Linked DNA regions of Mus musculus: all the other regions are linked to region 2. Evidence: chromatin contacts called from public Hi-C and HiChIP or PLAC-seq data. All regions are on one chromosome and are shown on one strand. The core of a region is the stretch at or near the end of the contact, and the rest is flanking DNA. Distances in the headings are between cores, read along the strand shown. Region 1 has its middle 67 kb from the start of Nfkbiz. Region 2 overlaps Gm45968 (a long non-coding RNA gene). Region 3 has its middle 100 kb from the start of Gm23003.

Evidence for each region. A called contact is a pair of places that touch in the nucleus more often than the background predicts. HiChIP or PLAC-seq counts read pairs in DNA pulled down with a chosen protein or histone mark.
Region 1: an H3K4me3 HiChIP or PLAC-seq map of bone marrow-derived macrophages shows a contact between it and region 2, with 5 times the contacts expected there. The contact joins two enhancer-like sites. A contact is called at or near these places in 2 of 484 Hi-C or Micro-C datasets (bone marrow-derived macrophages and cortical neurons), 6 of 115 datasets of contacts at active chromatin or transcription factors (CD8 T cells, bone marrow-derived macrophages, embryonic fibroblasts and 3 more) and 1 of 9 other capture datasets (bone marrow-derived macrophages).
Region 3: a contact with region 2 is called in a Hi-C map of bone marrow-derived macrophages, with 27 read pairs. The contact joins two enhancer-like sites. A contact is called at or near these places in 9 of 484 Hi-C or Micro-C datasets (the HPC-5 cell line, bone marrow-derived macrophages, granulocyte-monocyte progenitors and 5 more), 1 of 115 datasets of contacts at active chromatin or transcription factors (bone marrow-derived macrophages) and 1 of 9 other capture datasets (bone marrow-derived macrophages).

Annotation. Positions count from the first base shown.
Region 1 is chr16:55,752,628-55,757,044 of GRCm38.p6, forward strand. No RefSeq gene overlaps it. Among named protein-coding and RNA genes, the nearest start is that of Nfkbiz, 67 kb to the right of the region's middle. Within about 2 kb of position 1,959, at least 143 of the 459 cell types and tissues checked have an H3K27ac peak or open chromatin away from gene starts, as enhancers often do. A contact at or near this core is called in CD8 T cells, bone marrow-derived macrophages, embryonic fibroblasts and 1 more, where this site is marked.
Region 2 is chr16:55,549,679-55,554,323 of GRCm38.p6, forward strand. The region is part of intron 1 of Gm45968 (a long non-coding RNA gene); the gene reads right to left. Among named protein-coding and RNA genes, the nearest start is that of Gm45968, 30 kb to the right of the region's middle. Within about 2 kb of position 1,448, at least 155 of the 459 cell types and tissues checked have an H3K27ac peak or open chromatin away from gene starts, as enhancers often do. A contact at or near this core is called in CD8 T cells, bone marrow-derived macrophages, embryonic fibroblasts and 3 more, where this site is marked.
Region 3 is chr16:55,696,358-55,700,494 of GRCm38.p6, forward strand. No RefSeq gene overlaps it. Among named protein-coding and RNA genes, the nearest start is that of Gm23003, 100 kb to the left of the region's middle. Within about 2 kb of position 1,869, at least 54 of the 459 cell types and tissues checked have an H3K27ac peak or open chromatin away from gene starts, as enhancers often do. A contact at or near this core is called in bone marrow-derived macrophages, granulocyte-monocyte progenitors and hematopoietic stem and progenitor cells, where this site is marked.

The sequences.
Region 1 (4,417 bases), core at 709-3,208, 200 kb after region 2:
AAGAACCTCTGGTGGAATCACCATGCCTGACCTAAAGCTTTACTACAGAGCAATTGTGGTAAAAACTGCATGGTACTGGTTTAGAGACAGACAAGTAGACCAATGGAATAGAATTGAAGACCCAGAAATCTGCATTCTTATGAGAGCTTCAGGCAATCATAACCTGTGCAGTTTACCTGCACAAATTCTGATCTCAGTGCTTATCATCAAAGCCTACCAATGATGTAGCTAGTCTCATTCACTTAAAAGTATTAGATGCTGTGGTTTTTAAATGTTTTCACATGATGAAATCCTTTGTGTGTACTCATTATGCTGGTTCTGCATTACATAAGAACAGTAAATGCCACATTTAATCAAAACAACATATTATCTGTGGATTAGCAAAAGATTATTTTAAAATAAAATAGAGGACCTGGGAGATACCACAGTGGATAAAGCTCTTGCTGTACAACCATGAGTCTGTGTTCAGATCTCCAGGACCCATATAAAAGTCAGGCATGGCGATTCATGTCCCTATCAGTAGTGCTAGGGAAGATGGACAGGCAGAGAGAAGTGTCCCCCAGAGTGCACTGACGAGTTGAGTCCATCTGAAATGGTGAGTTTAAGGTACAATGAGAGACTCTGTCTCAAAAAATAAGGTGGAGAGTGCTAGAGGAAGATGTCCACCGTTAACCTCTACCCACCCCACAATCACATACACAAAGATACATGCCCACTCCACATTACGTCACACACACACACTAAATCAATCAGATAATAAGATTGAAAACAGCTCTCAGAGACTTATTCCTGATGCTTCCTGCTCCCACTTTTTATTGCTCACATTTATTGGTACTCTGGGTTGAAAGTGTGAGGTGAATGGATGATTTCATTTGATCCTCATAACAGCCTCATGCTGAGGTATGAGTTACCATTATACTTCCCAGCCTGGAAATAAGCAAATCAGGACTGGGTCATGTGACTTCCCTAGGGTCTCAGAGTAAGGGAGGAACCAGCGTTGATCTGGCTTTGAATGAAAAGTTGTCTATCTAAACGCTAAAGGGAACAACTTAGTTGGATTTTGTTCAATACAGGATTTATTTTTGTTCTCTTTCTGGCCTGGTACCTCGCCCTAACAGTCTTGGAAATCGGATATAAAACACCCTGAGAGTTGTCTGGAACATTGCACATATGCAAAAATGTGAAAATAAGTTTGAAATATTAAAATATGTTTCTAAAAGATTGATATTTGGAAATGAGGGTATGGCCTAGTATTAGGGTGTTTGCCTCGAATGTAGAAGGCCTTGGGTGGTTTTGCTCTGTTTTGTTTTCATTCTCCACCACAGCTTTATTTCTGCTCCTCTTCCCTGTTCTCACTGCTCATTGGTCTTGGGGACTATCCAAGTTTGAAGATGTAACTACTATTATGAAATGACAATGGACTATTGAAAATGAAAATGGTCTTCGTAAAACAAGACTATTTTCACGAGAGTGGAGGCACCATAAAGATGAGCGTTCTCACCGGGTGGTGGTGGAGCACTCCTTTAATCCCAGCACTTGGGAGGCAGAAGCAGGTGGATTTCTGAGTTCGAGGCCAGCCTGGTCTACAGAGTGAGTTCCAGGACAGCCAGGGCTTACACAGAGAAACCCTGTCTCGGGAAAACCAAAAAGAAAAAGAAAAAAAAAAAAAAGATGAGCATTCTCTTCTCAGTGCCAACCCAGGAAGAACGTCATCCACACAGAAATGATAGTCAGTGGCTCATTCACAGGCTGCTCTCTGAGTACATTCTGGTTGCTTCACCCGATTCTCAGACAAGGGAGGAGGATAGACAGGTGTGAACTGATGATAAAACAGTGTGATGACACCAAAGCCTATCCTGTAAGGATGCGCGGTAAGACCGAAGCACAGGGTGTAAGGATGGCTGAGCAACAACTTGGTACAATATGTGTATTTCAACCCGACTTCCCAATATGGGCTCATTTCCTTTTTGCATCAACACGAAGCCTCAAGTGAAACCACAGAGTGTATTTCATTTCAGAATGAAACTCATGACACAGCAAAGCGGTGAGTCATCCCGGGTCTGTGAAATTTCAATCCCAGTGGTGTAAAAACCAACTTGGGTCCTTTCCATCATTAAGCCAGTGAATGAATGGCCAGGTGTTTGCATTTTAACCATCGTTCATCTTCGTTGAACTGTCAGGTGCACTGTAACAATCAACTGATCAGGGATAAAAGGGAAAGAGAGTAGGGAAACTGCTCTCCTTACTGGTCTGGACCATGGAAGACAGTAGAGATTGGATCCCAAGTTTTCCACACTGACTAGCCTGGAAGCAGAACCTACTTAACTGCATTGTTACATGAAAACTCCCTAAATAAACTCTTTTTTCCTTGGAATGCAAAGTTAGATAAATAGGTCTGGGAACTCTTACAGTAATGAGTGCATGCGAGTCAGTAACACATTTCAGAATTCATGATGAGGTCACAAAAGTGGCTTCCTATGTTATATAGGTGGCAACGTCATAATTACTTGTCTGTTGCTCATCTTCCTTTTAGAGTGGGGGAAAAAAAGAAGAAGAAGAAGAAGAAGAAGAAGAAGAAGAAGAAGAAGAAGAAGAAGAAGAAGAAGAAGAAGAAAGAAAGCTTCAGTGGTTTCTCAGTAAGTGTGAACCAGAACCATAGCACAGTTCATTGGATGTCCTTACTAAACGGGCACCCTGACACACAAAACTAAGGCCACAAATCCCAAGAGAAAGCCTGAAATCTGGCCCCAGCAGCAAAGAAACACATTTGTCTTTGTATCAACCTTCATCTCGTTTTTGAAAGGCATCCTGGTGTGTCCCAGGGCACACTGAATCAGTGTCAACGTGTGTCTGTTCTCAACTCCAGCCTTCGATACCATAGTTACCTCTTCTCATGGCTGTGAGAACATGTGTTCCCACTCTGGCCTGCCAATGGCAGCGACTTACATAAACAGTGCACAGAGGAGCCAGGAAGTCTAAAACCTTCACAGAGGCTTCAAATGGCATGCAAACTGTGATGAGAAGTTAGAAGACATTTAGTAGACACTGGAAACTCCTGCGGAAGCATCAGCTGTGTGAAAAGGAAGCTTAAGACCTCCTTATTCTCTAATGCCAATACTACACACTGCTTAGATTTCATAACTGAAATTGAGACTTTGGTTCTGTTCAAGTTCAAGGGTCCTTCCTGAATACTTATCATCTAGAAAGCGAGACAGCAGAACCTCTTCTTCTCTCTATCCCTCTAACAACCAACTTTAGAGTAAACTCAGATAAAATTCTAGTCTTCTCTTTCTTCTTTCTTTCCTTCCTTATTTCTTGACTTTCTTCTCTATAGAGTCACATCTTATTCCAAGATGGGGCATGTAAACCCAAAGAATGGTGGGGGGAAATCTCATGCAACTCAAATTACCCTTGAAAGCCCCTGAAGTCTCCCCCTGAGCTCTGTGTCTCCTCTGGATGATCTTATCAACACCTCTAATATGTCTTTAACTTTGTCTGTCTGTCTGTCTGTCTGTCTCTCTCTCTCTCTCTCATTTTTATTTTTTGAAATAAGGTCTCCTATGGCCCATCCTGGCTTTAAACTCACTCTATGCAGCCAAGGATGCGTTAACCTCCTGGTCCTCCTCTCCTGCCTCAGCCTCCCAGGTGCAGGGATTACAGATATGAGCTGCCAAGCCTGGCTTAAGTGTTTTAATTTTTTACTTCCTGTATTAAGTGTCAGCCATCTTTCCCTCACACATCTAATCCTTTAAAAAAAATTTCACCAATTTATCGTTGGTCAGAAAAACTCTAAAAGCGTTCATGACGAAGTTAGAGAAATGGCTCATCAGTTAAGAGCACTTACAGCTCTTGCAGAGGACCCAGGTTCTATTTCCAGCAGTTCTAGAGAATCCAATGACTTTTTCTGACCCCCTTGGGTACCAAGCATGCATATGGTGTACCTACATATGTGCTGGCAAAACACAAATATCCATACAATTTTTAAACTAAAAATATTAATCATTCATACAATCTTTTCATAGGTTTTCACCTAAGAATTGACTTTTTCAGATTTAATAAGTCCTTTTCTGCTAGTTCAGATAAATAGGCGCACCACTGATCACCTACACCTCCCGCCATCTTTCTATCGTTCCTCCTGCATCCCTGACTCTGTCTCTGTCCCCATTTCTTTCCTTGTCCTTTTTTAATTCCACAAAGTTCAACTCAGCTTCATTAAAATCAGCATTTACTAAGAAGCACGTATAAAACCAGTTTCCCTTCTTTCACAATAACTTTTTTCATTGCTCTCACTTACTCTTTCATGAACTCGGGCTTTCTGCACATGCTCAGTTGGCACCAGCTACAGCCCATCCTCGATTCCAGGTGTGGCCAGTCCACATCCACAAACAAAGTCCCTGCTTCAAGGAATTTCCTTTCC
Region 2 (4,645 bases), core at 198-2,697:
GCTTAATGATACTAAAATATTTGTTAAAAGTAAAGAAGCAGTTCCCTGGATTCACCTGCCTCTCTTCAAAAGTGACTATTTTCAACTCCTTCGACCTACATCTGGGAATAACTTGAGCTTGAACTGATGAGTACGTACAGACATACATATTTGCAGATGGGTATGCAGAGTTATTGATGGTAAAAAGCTGACTATAAGAATACATACTTGTAAATGGTATTGAACACTTCTCTTGCTACCACTTTTTAAACAAAACACTTTATCATGGAAAATTCCAACACAATGAGCCTTCTCCTGACACGCAGCCAATGGTATTTGTATCTATAACTTTACTCAGTTGTTCATCCATCCACCTCAAATGTATTATTATGAAGCAATACAAGACACTCTGTCATTCTAACTATAGATATGTAATTCAATGTAATCATTAAAAAGTCTGGATCACTTATCACAAATAGTTAGCCTACTATTATGATGCATCTAAATATAACAAATTATCCCTAGAGGTCATTAAATACGGTTACTTTTACATATACAGATTTTTTTTTCTGGTTATCACCTAATTCCTCACAGTTGGCTCAGAAAAATCAGAATACAACCCTGTTATATATATATATTGTTTTTTTTTCATTGTGCCATTTAATTATTTCTTTGAATATATAGTAGTTCAATACTGGGGCCATTTTTATTTTCAGGAGACAGTTTTGGTTGCTACAACTTGCCTGGAAAGGCAGCATCATACCAATAAAGTGGGGTTATGGGGTTGGGGTGGGGCATTAAAAACTAAAATATATTTTAGTTATAGAGTTTAGAAATCCTGAGCTATGCTATTAGGGATTTTGTCTCCACTTCTCTCCTCAGCTCTCTTCTCTCTTCCTCCTTCTTCTCCCCCCACTCCTGACCCGGCTCCCTCAGCCACATATTCCCAGACCACTTGACATTTAAAGTTTCCCACATTCTGGAATTTACTGACAGCTTTTCCATTTTTATATAGAACACATTCCTTCTTCTTTAAGATTTTTGTAAATTTTGAGTACAGGCTGTTAGCATTTTTTTCTAGGTTCTGTTGGAGCCCAGAACAAAGTCTCAGTTGGGCTGTAGGTGACAGATAGCACCAACTCAGCAGCCGTGTGAATGAACCCTTTAGGAAATAAATCTTTCACCTGATGCTATCAGAAAAGATGGGCCCTACCCAGCTAAGCCCTGCCTAAGTTACATATTCATGAGCAACACTGTTTTTGAAAAGACTACAACAAGTATTTTTGTAAGCCCAAATCAAAGCGGTGTGCTAGCTCGGGATGCCTAATAGCTGAGGTGAGACACAGTGGAAGAACTGAGGAGTGCATTGCTCTACAGAAAACCCTTTTGACCAGCAGCTATTAAAAGAGAAAGTCTTTTCTCTTGATTCATAGCAGAGGAAGGAAGCCATAGGACAAGGAACAAACAGTGATGTTTCCATGGTAACCGAGAGTGACTCACTGGCACTGTTGGTAATCACTTGTGTGCCCATCAATACACTGGGAGTTGGGGAACATTTTCAGTTAGCAGAAGCTTGTATTGCCAGATGAGACATAAAAAAGCAAATATCCAATCACTTTAAAGAAGAATTTTTTTAACCAGGGTGAAATATCAAGAAGTAGAATAAGCTGCCTACACAAGACTCTGTTGTAAGGAGCACATCCTTAAATATAACCCAGAGCTAACAGACAGTGTTCTGTTAGGGTTGCATTATCTGTTGAATCTCAATTCATAGTGTGCTAGTAAAAACTTCTCTTTCCCAAACTTTGAGGGAGCAGAAAAGAGAGCACTGAATGTCATTCTGTTATTTTTGACTCAATTCCAGTCCACAGTGAAGAACTGCTTGGCAAAATAAAAGCAATAAGAACAAGTTCCAAAGTCATGGGCACTCCCTGGAGAATTGGTAGATTCCAGGGCTAAAACAGGAAAGGGACACATACCCTACACTCTCTTTGTGGGATAGAAGGTTAAGAACATTGTTAGAAGTAAAAACGCAACCATGTTGAAAGGGCAAGGGGTCCTTAAAAGCATACAGTGACCAGAAAATTTTCAGACGTTCAATAACAGTAATATTAGATTATACTTCCAACAATACAATTAATGTCTAGTGTATAAATAGACAAGTCTTCCTGGTAGAAGAATTTTACATAATGCATAGAAAACGTCCATCAGACAACCATAGGAATAGTTGTGGAAGGTAAGATCCACCAAAAGAAGTTAAAATTAATGGGCAAAAGTTTAAGCAGAAATAGTATATTTGTATATCTATAATTATCTTCCTTAAAGTGTTGAGTAATAAGCAAGAAAATGGAAAATTGATGGTGGAGACTCTGACAGATATTATCTTCATGAAGCTATCAAAACATCACCAATAATATGCATAGAAACTATATATATCCTGGTATGAAAGATTGAAAAGGGTTCATACATCCACAGTGTACTGTGAAATACAAGATAATCTCATATTAGTCATGATAAGAAGAGCATCTCCCACGAAGACAACTGGTGCTTTGGAAAGTGTCAAAATCATGAAAGACAAAGAAAAATGAAAGATGTTTAACAAATTAGCTGCAAAAGAGGAAAAACCCAGTTATTATTTTACTACTTACATACATCCAATACTTACAACCCAACATAAAACAACAGATGTGAGAGCAGTTCCCTGTAGAACAGGCAGTTCTCCAATGGGCCCTAACTACAATTCCGATAGAACTTACCTGAACCCAGAATTGGCTCCCACGGGTTAAACATTTAGTCATAGACTATCACCCCGGCATCCGACAGCAACTGAAAGGTGTAAGCTGTTTCTTATACCTGTGATAAATCAGGGTATCAGTGACTCCCTTCTTGGATTCAATTGCTTTGCTAAGATAGCTCTCATGGCTTAGGAAAACACTTGCTCTAATTTTTATATTGACATGGAATATAATGAAGGATACAGAGGGATAGCCAAATGGAAAGGTGCACATGACAGATGTGTATGAGGAGGCGGTGAGCATTTATGTCTCCCCAGCTGTGCCACAGTCCAGGTACCTGATCGGCATTCTGAAGGTTCTCCTAACTCTCTCACTTGGAGGTCTTGTGGAAGCTTTGTTATGAGAGTATGGTTAACTGCATCACTGATCTTTGGTGATCACCTCACTCTTCAGCCTTTCTCCCCCTCTATCTCCACAGAGGCTGGGGGGTGAGTGCAGGTGAAAGTCCCACCCTTCTAGCTACAAGGCTAATTCTCTGGAACCTGGTTACTATGCAGCAACACACCAAGAAACACCTCATTAGAACAAAAAGTGTGTCTGTCACCAAGGAAATCCCAAGGAACTTTTCCCAAGGGATGTGTAAGTCATATGTTCCAAACACTAAGGAATCTATAACAGTCTTAGAATGACTTCATGCTCTTGTACATGGGTCTTACTTTCACACCTTTAAGGTGTGTGTGTGTGTGTGTGTGTGTGTGTGTGTGTGTGTGTGTTTAACTTTGAGTACCTGTAGAAGCCAGGAAACCAGAGAAGGGCCACTGGATTGGGGACTGTCATAAGGCAGGGGATAGCAAGCATAAGTGACATGAAAACAGAGAGAATAGTCGGAGCAGGAAGTTTAAGCAGGGATGGGAAGGCAATGGGCCTGCAAACAACTGGGCATGTCAACAGTCAGCCACTGAAGCTCAGGAGGCAAGACTCCTCCCTACTGACCCACTGCTAGATTACTAGGGCAAAGGCAGGCATCATCTTCATCATCTATGGCTGCATATCCATCCATGAAAGCACAAGGCTCCACTCATGGTCACACAGATCAATAATCTCAGTGGGCCTCAAACTAAAACAGAAAAATACATGGATGTGGGAAAGAGGAGAGCGTTAATAAGAGTGACAGAGATGAGAGAGGATGGGGTTACATTAATCAGAATTCATCAGACTCATGTATGAAACACACCAAAACTATGTTTCAATAAAAAGTCTGAGGGGTTATCTGTCAGCAACTGGAATCAAAGACCAAATATTACAAGACTCTCTTGGTACCCTAATCTATACGAATCTGTGAAATACTGGCACACACAATGCGGGGAGCAACCACCCAATCTCTGGTTGGATTTAAGAGACACTCCATAAGATGGAACCCATTCCTGACACCGCTCAGGTGGCCAAGAACCTGAGACCAGATAGGTCAGGGACCCTGAAGAAAACCACATTCTATTGTTCTGCTAAAGGAACATAATGACAATAGTAGCAATAAAATGGCTGTTAATAACATCCTGCTGTGCTCATAAATCACAGTGTTCTGCTCAGCCATCACCAGCAAAGCGTCCTCATGCAGTAGATGGGAACACATGCAGAGGCTCACAGGCAGGCCATGTGCACAGTGTGAGAGAGCTCGGAACGTTCAGTACTAAACAGGATGTTTCATCAAATCCCTCCCCTCAGGGCTCAGGAAATTGTGTGAAAGAGGCCAGAGGGAATAGATGACCCTAAGAAAACCAGATACAGCGGGACTGGTGCACTTAGGAACTCAGAGAGACCTGTAGCAACACACATACACACACAGGGCCTGCATATGCCCAAACAAGATGGGGTCTCAGTACTGAGAGGTGAATGTGACCATAAGCTTTCATCCCCAAACAAGAACCAATCTC
Region 3 (4,137 bases), core at 619-3,118, 150 kb after region 2:
CCCTCCCCCATCCATGTTGGACTACTGACTGATGTGATCTTGTGTACAGAGCCTGCAGACAAGCACAGCTGTCTGTCATAGGAGCTGGTGTGTGCGCTAGTCATGTCACGTCCAGAAATCGGCTTTTCACTGCTCTCCTCCCCATCTTCCAGCTCTTGCATTCTTTCTGTACACTTTTCCAAGATGTCCCCTGAGCCATGCGAGGGGGAAGTTTGATACCAACCTATCTGCAGGTAAGCTCTCCCTCTCACTTATTCTCAGCTCTTTTACAGTCATGTTTCCTCTGTAACTACTACCCATCGCACAAAGAGGCGTCTCTGACCCAGGCTGAGAGCAACATAAATCTATAGGTATAAGCATAATTATTTAGAAGGTAGTTTGACAACATAACCATGTCAAAACACCCGTAGGCTCCTGCCTAGGACCTGTGATCTGGACTTTGACCATATTACAGTATCAAACATGACATCCCTCCTATGGAGCAGGCCTCAAATTCATTCTGGAAGTTAGTCACTCCAAGAGCCAGAGTACCGTTATTGCACCAATGGGTACAACTTACCTGGTAGGTCGGTACTGGACCCTGTCTATGATTTTTTTTTTCATATTTAGTTCAGTTCATATGTTTAGGTGTATAGTCCATTTTGAATCAACCTAGGACATTAGTGCCAAACATGACCTAAAGTTCTTTATTTTGCCTATGAATAGCTAATTATAATAGTACTATTTGGGGCTCTATATGTTTGTGGTATATGCATGATTGTATTGTACGAATACAGATGTGTGTGCCAATGTAAGCTCATGCAGAGGCCAGACGAGGATGTTGGCTTACTCTATCATTCTCTACCTTATTCACCGAGATGCGACCTCACTGACCTTGAAGTTCAGTGTTTTGGCTAGGCTGCTGGTGAGCACTCAGGCTCTGTGCCGTGCTACCAGGCTCACTTGTATATAAATAGTGGGCATCTGGACTCATATCCTCATACTTACACAGCAGGGCTCTTACCCACTGAGACATTGTTCCAGCCTCATCCTCTGACTCTTAATCTCTCTGTATCTTCATACTGGGGGTGCCAGCTGTCACCTCCTCTGGATCATGAGATCTTCTGAGCCTCTTTCTGTCAATGGCAGAACTCAGTTTCATGTGGCTTTAGGACTCAGGCCCTTATTTCCTAGTTGATTATTTGCCAAGGGACATTCTCAGGTCCTGGAAGCCACTTCTCGACCTTTGTTTTAAACTCATTCATCTATAAACCCAGGACCATGTGTGTCCTTCTAAAGCTCTCAGCTCCTCCAATTTTCTCTTTTGCTACCAAATGGAGAAATGTCACTGCTTCTTAAATAACAAAAAACAAAGGTAATAGTATCTTACTTAAAATGGACACGCATACATATTTTTCAAAAAAAAAAAACATGACTACCAAATACATTTTTATCTTTTTATTTCTGTTGAAAATAGATTCTTCTCTTATACAATACATCCCAACCATGCTTTCCCTTCCCTCCCGACATTCAGCATCATTACTCATAGAGTGAAATTCCAACTGTTTGCTTTGTGCTGACTGAACAGTTTGGTTCTCTGATACAGGGTCTCAAATATCCTATGCTAGCCTCAACCTCTAGATGTAACAAAGGATAAGTTGGATCCTATGATCCCTCCTACCTCTTGCTCCAATAATAGTAATAATAATAATAATAATAATAATAATAATAATAATAATAATAATGCTGAGATTATGCCCAGTTTATAATGGATCAAATCTAGAATTTTGTGCACAAGAGGCAAGTCTTCTACCAACAAGAGGGAAGCTACATCTCTTGGCCTGTTGTTACCAGATCTCCTCACACTCACAGAGGTGTGAAGGAAACGGTCTTCATCTTACCATGGAGCTTGGCAACACTTTTGCATTAACGAAGGAATAGCAAACAAGTTTCCTTCTACTTGTAGGGAAAAAATAATAACCTGTATGATTTCCGTATTTATTTACCATCTTTCCCCACAGAAAATGCCACAAGTGTTTTCAATTTTCCACCAGAGGGACACCCTGAAACACTCAGAATTGTTTAGCCTAGAAATGCTAGTGGTTTTAGAGTCAGCAATGCTGTTTAGAACTTTTTTTTTTGAAAACAGCTACAGTAAATGATAAGTGAGTTTCCTGAGCCCAACCTCTAAACCAACACATAACTGATGAAGTCATATGCTCAAGTGCTTTTTTTTCTTTTGTCCTTCTGTAAAAGAGGAAGAATGGCGAAGGGATTTTCTCCCTGGACTGTTTTTGACTTCAGAAACTTGAGACCACAATGATATTATTCTCAAATGAAACTGCTGACAACTTTCTTTCTGTTCCTATCAACTTCCTCTGTTGTTTCATCATTTCCTCTATAGAAGTCAGAGCCTATTCATAGCAAGCCATTTGCTTCATAGTTGAGCTTATTGAAGGTGGCACCAAATGACCCTGTCCAAAGAGTAGCGTCACCTACAGCTGGAAAGTGTGGCAGCTACAGAGCAGAGCAGCGCTCCTATTCACCACCACCACTTCCTCAAGAACACAGACTACTCTGGACAGCAACATCTTAGCATAATGAGTATCAATGAGAAATGGGTAGTGTGGGAGCAATACAGAGTCCAGGGAATACCCACCTGGGTCTTACTGGGTTCTTCAGGTGGCACAGGGTGATTCTTTGAGATTTTGAGCCAGCAAAAATCTTGGAACAGCTTTAGTAAAATGTCTTCAGCATACACTCTCAAACTATTTCTAAAATTCCCAGAACTGGAATTCCTGTCACTCTCCAATGAGTTCCCATAGACATGCCTCCACTTAGAAGAGGAAGGGGTTGTTGATATCTTTATAAATTGACTTTTTCTCTTTCTGCTTCTTAATGATGTATTGCAGTCTGCCATTCTATCTATTGCACTCTTTGCCTCTCGATTCGCGTCTTTGTATCTTTGAGTCTTAAACAATGGTGAGTGACGTTTTAGTTTCAGAGGGATAGAGCCCATGACCATGGTGGCAGGGAGTGTGGCAGCATGAAAGCAGGCATGGAGCAAGAAGAGTCGGCAGCTGAGACCTCACAAAGGAAGACTCAGCCACGAGGCACCTCCATTTTTAAGAATCTTAATTGAGGCATAACATGCTAATGGTTTCTGTCAGAGTCCCATAGGGAATAAGATTTAGCAACTTATGCCGAGATTACTATTGACCAAGACATGAATGACTACAGAACTCTAGAAGTGCTGTTATTAAAATTTCTCCAACTTATCATATTACATAGAGTTTTAAATTCCATGGTAATCTCTGGATCAATTTAACCAAAGCAAGAAAAGGTTGGGTTTCATGGTTCATTTAGTCTTAAAAAAGAAAATGTCAATCATGCTGTATGGTTTTTGTAAGAGAAAATTAGGTCACTAAATTATAAAAATATATTCTACAAGGACAAAAAATTTAAATAAAATGTAAATAAAGAATAAGTAACTTGGCACATATTATGGCTGTTTCCAGTTCATCTTCTTGTAATGAGTTTTTATTATGGAAGAAGCAGTGTGTGAGGCTGTAGGCATTTCTCAGTGTCAGAGCATAGTGTTTACCAATGTGTGATAAACCTAAGATCTGGGAGGGAGAGACTGCAGGGACAGGAGGGAGAAGAGCAAGAGGACAAAAAAGAGAGAGTAGCTTCCAGGAACTCTCCTGCCTTTGCATCTCATCTCACATAGGAGAAATGAGATCATGGACATATGCTATCATGACACCAGAACGGTACCCAGGTGGATTCTGGGTATTTGAACTCAGGTTCTCACTTCTGCTCAGCAAGCTCACCTCCAGCATTGTATTTTCTGTGTGGCGTGCTCAAGTAGAATTCATCCCTGGAAAAACAAAGTTGACATCATGTATCAGAACAAAGATTTAACTCAGTACAACACAGTGAGTTACAACATCTCTAACTGTACAATGAAGAAAATATTTATTACTCAGGAAAAACAAAATAAAATATGACCAAACTTCACAATCCCATTCACTATTAAAAGGACAGAACCTTTTGAGTAACCCAGGGATGTACATGTGACTATCTACTGCTAATGTTTTCTTACTGACATTTATTCCTATCAATATTTTTTACTGTCTATGACTAAACTTCATCTTT